Linked DNA regions of Lactuca sativa: region 2 is linked to region 1. Evidence: chromatin contacts called from public Hi-C data. All regions are on one chromosome and are shown on one strand. The core of a region is the stretch at or near the end of the contact, and the rest is flanking DNA. Distances in the headings are between cores, read along the strand shown.

Region 1 (2,587 bases), core at 44-2,543:
TTTAGGTTTCACTAACCTGGTGAAAGCCGAGTTCTTTGGTGAGTGGCACACCGAGCTCAGCCATACACGCCTGCATCCGATCGTCGGAGCCGTACAGTCCGGGATACCTCTGAATACACCGATCTTGCATCTTCTCCAGAGCTTTAGCTAAGGGATAGCTGATAGCAAAACCGCCGCCGCCGTACGCCATACCGTAGCTGAAGTATATGTTCTGGAGATGACTTTCCGACAAGCTTCCGATGTAGTAATATTGATTGTGATCGTACTTGTTCAAAACCCTAACAAGATTATCAGTAATGAACACTGTGTCATCGTCCCCCATTACAAACCACCTTACATTATCCATCCCTAATCGTATCGTCTCCGAAATAATCCTGGATATCCGAATCGCCGACCGGTGACCCTGTTTGTTCTTATAAGCAAAATGCGCGGTATCGCCGGAAATTTTTAACGGCGGCAGACCATCATCAGGTTGGGTTTTGACTGGGTTGTCTAACCACACAATCCCCCTCATTTTCGCCTCTTTCTTCCACCACAACTTGATGTAATTCTTCCGTTTCTCCCAGAGCTTTGCCGACGCTGCAATGCCAAAAACAATGTGTTTGAGCTCCGTTTTCTCCGGTGCAACGATCGCCGGCGTAAGCGTAACGTTCTGTGACGAAGCACGAGAAGAAAATATCAAATCATGTTCGCCACAAGGCAAATTAGGGGTGTTGAGAAGCTTGAGAGTGTAAACAAGGTAAGTTGCACAGACGAAAGAGATAAGATACAGCATAAGCTTGGGTAACCCACTGCCGACCCGATTTGACAAAATGGGTGATGTATTGTTCGAAGCGTGGGTTCTCATCTGATCCCATATGATCTTCTCTGAATCTTTTTGAACCAGTTTCATATTAGGGCCAGATTCAGGGCACAGAAGCGACAGATCTACGAAATCAAACCTAAACCGACAAAACCCACAACAGCAAAATTAAGAAATTAGAGTGAAAAGTTGAGGAAAATGAATTGGGGTTTTAAAGAGTAAAGTTTCTTGGGAGAGCATGCAATGGTGCCAGCTTGCACACTCCCCTGAATCAAGCTGAAGATGATGACTACAATCGGTTGATACGTATATGTATATACGTATATATGAGAGTATATCGAAGTATGTGCCGCGGTGTGTGTACAGAACTAGAGAGATGAAGAGGGAGGGGCTGTAATTTGTAAATTAAGGGGGTTTCACTTTCACATGGTGAAGATACAGAAGAGAGGGGTGCTTTGATGTGAGAGGGTTTTGGTTTGCAACGGAAATCAGCACAGAAACAACTTATTTTATATTAGGAGTATTATTTTATAATAATAATTTATAACTTATATTATATTATATAATAATGCTATTATAAATAAAAGTATATAACAAAAAAAAAAAATTCCGTTTCTTTCCTATTTATTTACCTATTAAGTTATGGTATCCACTAATTATCTTTATTAATTATTTATTTTGATTTTAATATTTGTTTTGATTTAATGACTAAAAATAAAATAAAAGAATATCTGATTTCCCAATATAAAAACAATAAAAATATTGAGTTTTATTCGTTTAAATACAAATATCTATCTATTTGATTCTTAAGATGGAAAAAGTCTATTCATTTCATCTCTTTCAATCCAAATGCTTTATAATCATCATATCAATATTTTTTTCAGCTCTCACTTTCAAACGTCTCCCTAACATAATATATAAAATTTAATCTCTCTCAAATCATACATTTTGATACAGTTAATAATACATATGATACAAATAGAAAGAAAGGTATCAATGAGGGAGCAAGGGTTCATATTTCATAAAGTTGATTATCCCTTAACTTGTCTATTACTATTAAGGCTGTTGGGAATGGACAACATGTTATTATATATTATCACATTAGTTTATAACCCGTGTGAACCACGGTTATACAATTAATTAAACTTTTAAAATAAAAGTTAAAAATTATTAATAAACTATTTTAAATAAATTATTAATTAAGAGATTTTTTTTAGTTATATAAATTTTAATCATTGATTTAAATAAATATATGAAATTATATCACTTTATTATTTATATTAAATTTATTTTAATTTTTATTCTAATGTTATTAATCTAATGTAATTAGAGTGAGAAATTTAAAATTTGAAATTTGAAATGGATAATCAATAGGTTTATAAATGACATGCATTAATCAATCCCTATTCTAATAAATGAATACTTTTAATCTCCTTTTGTCGTGTCATTCTAATACAACCCCACATTAATATTATTCCATGTATCATGTAGATATATTAGGCAACTCATTTCAAAATTCAAATTTATATTTTCTAATTATATTTTAAATTTGAAGCTATAATAACTTTAAAATTTTCATATATATCTCTTAATTAATAATTTATTTAAAATAATTGATTAATAATTATAAAATTTTATTACAAAAGTTTAATTAATTTTATAACCTGTGGTTCACACAGGTTATACACTAGTAAATATAATATGGCGACACACTTTTGTTAGGGGACTAATAAGATGACACGTGTCAAAAGGAAAATAAAACTATTTTTTTATTAGATAGGGAGA
Region 2 (2,587 bases), core at 42-2,541, 230 kb before region 1:
GGCTTTGCTCCCCTGGTGGTTGAAATCTACCTATGTCAATATCAGTTCTTAATGTCTCCCGAAACCCTACACACAATTTCATCTTTCTTTTATATAATATGATGATGATGATAAATTGAATTGAATTGAATTTGTTCAATGGAGTGTATTAATTAACCTGTGATTCGATCATAGACATCTGCTGCGGATTCGCCGTTTGGAAAACGGTAGAAGAACCGACCGTATTGGACTCGAACTGCTTTCTGAATCTTCATCTGTTCTTGATCTTGGAAGTTCCCTTGCATTTTCATATTCAAACGTTCAATATAAAAAAAAGTGAATTCTTAGATTTAAAAAATCAATTACCGGAATATTATCCGTGAAAAAAAAGGTGTCCCTAAAAAACAAAAGGTATTTTATACTACTATATCTTTATTTTATTTACAATCTTCATATTATGCTATTCTTTTATAATACTATTAGTTTTTACAATATTAACCATAATTCAAAGTTAAAAAAGATTAATACTATAATCAAAGCCAAGGAAAGTGAGATTTAAGAATCGACTTGGATAATATGGTTGTACGGTACAACCACCAAAGCAACATGTGGCGGTTTGCAGTCCTGTCAAATTTATACGTGTAGAGAGATAGAGAGAGAGAGAGAGAGAGGGCGGGAGTAGGTGGATAAGGATAGGAGAAGCTCACCGAAATCCTGCTCTCGCAACCGCGGTTCTTCCCTGACGCCGGCGATTCTCGATCGTTGAAACGCAGTTCCCAAACCGCGAAGAGTCTCAATCGTTCTCTGATACGGCGAAACGTAAAAGTAAACCTTCCAATCATCAGCTCCATCCTTCTCAATCATCTCTCGTATTCTCACCCCACATTGCTCCGCCTCTTGTTTCCCTTTCTCCGTCAATCTAATTCTCGGATCTGCGACTCTCGTGTAAGCTCCTTCATCCACGTTTCCTTCACTCTGCCCGTGTCGCACCAGGATGATTCGTCGCGGCCGTGGAGGTTTCTCATTGGTGGCGTTGAGTGTCAGATTCTTCTCCGGGAAACAATTCTCGTCAATGGCGACTCTTCGTCGGCGCCCAATCGTGTCTTCACAGCACTTGATTATAGTCGAATATGGCGATGAAGATGCTGTGACAGACATGGTGGTACTGAAACCTCCGTATAAATGGAAGAAATGAGGGTTTGAAACTTTGAAGTTTTTATTTATTTGGGGACATATTCATGGCATCATGCAAGGCAAGAAATTTGATGAAATTTTGTGAGACTGGTGGTCAATCCATTCGTCTTGTTCACATCATGTATAGATTTTTTTTTCTTCAACTTGTTTTGTCTTATTATTAAATATTAAGTCATTGTATTTTGTTAACTTTAAAAAAAAATATTCTAAAACTAACTATAATTATTGATCATTCTATAAGAAATAACTAAAAAATAATTATTTTATAAAAATAACCACTTGTTTTCGAAACAAATGCAAAATGTACTTCGAAATAGGAGTATAGGTCAGCATGGTTATTGGTTAAGACATATTTTTAAAATTCAGTTTTGTTTTTTTTTTTAATATTTTGTTTTTACAATATAAACTCATTTTTTTTATTGTAATGTGAAAATATCTTCTGAAGTTCACACTACAAAGAACTTAAAATTTTTTTATCAGTTATCTTATTTTTTTTTTCATAAAAATATGGCTAATTTCAAAATATGTATAATATCAATTTATTTTGGTTCTGTAGTGAACAGTAATTGTTTGGTATATTATTTTTTGGCGGGTAAAATATAAAAAAGTGGGTTTTGCAGTGAATAATGTATTTTTCTATGGGGGCATTGCGAAATCGACAGTTGCTTTTGAGAAAATATGAAAATTTAGGCTGTATTTTAGCAAATAATTAAGAAAAATAGATGTACTTACATGTTTTTTGTGATATGGCAATTAAAACACTTAAATCGATCATCACATACATTTGCATAAGAAACATGTTTTCACTAAGTATGACTCTATAAATCCGTGGTTGAAACTTCAAACATATGGCTAAGACCCAGAGAATATTCAATATTGTGTAATCGAAGAGGGACCAGTTTGTCTTATCAAATTTATATGGCCGAATATTAAAATTCCTCATACATAAGTAAGTGATGAATCAAGTTTGGGCTTCTGGATATAACCCATCTTAATAACCCACTACCATAAGTTCTAAAAGACTAAAACCATAAGGCTTCTTTGTTTGTCTTTTTTTGTAAAGACTTCGTTTATTATTTATTTTTAAGTTTCGAACTAATAAGAAAGTTTGCACGAATTAAACTGTTTATTTGGAAGTATTCAAATATTGTTTTTATTTAAGTCGATATTAATGAGATGCTTACATGAATTATATGTAAGACAATGAAAATCAATAAATAGACATGTAAAAAGGGGGACACAGAAACATCTAGCAGCAGAGACACTATTTTTTTTCCCGATCAAATATAATAACATAAACCTGAAAAACGGGTTCGTTTTGGGCCGGGTTTGATCGAGATAGGACTAACCTATGAAACGCGTAACTCAAACAAGAAATAGTTTTTACTAAAAAAATAGTTTAAGCAACATTGAA

What was found. Hi-C and Micro-C count contacts between places; a contact is called where the count stands out from the background.
Region 2: a Hi-C map of leaf shows a contact between it and region 1, with 7 times the contacts expected there. The contact joins the promoter of LOC111921861 here to the promoter of LOC111921863 in region 1. A contact is called at or near these places in 3 of 4 Hi-C or Micro-C datasets (leaf and seed).

Annotation. Positions count from the first base shown.
Region 1 is chr6:8,174,922-8,177,508 of Lsat_Salinas_v11, reverse strand. It overlaps LOC111921863, which reads right to left and starts at 1,293. Exons shown (of 3, transcript XM_023917436.3): 1 at 17-1,293. The coding sequence starts at 892.
Region 2 is chr6:8,403,095-8,405,681 of Lsat_Salinas_v11, reverse strand. It overlaps LOC111921861 (phosphoglycerate mutase-like protein AT74H), which reads right to left and starts at 1,291. Exons shown (of 4, transcript XM_023917434.3): 1 at 687-1,291; 2 at 158-277; 3 at 1-66. The coding sequence starts at 1,137.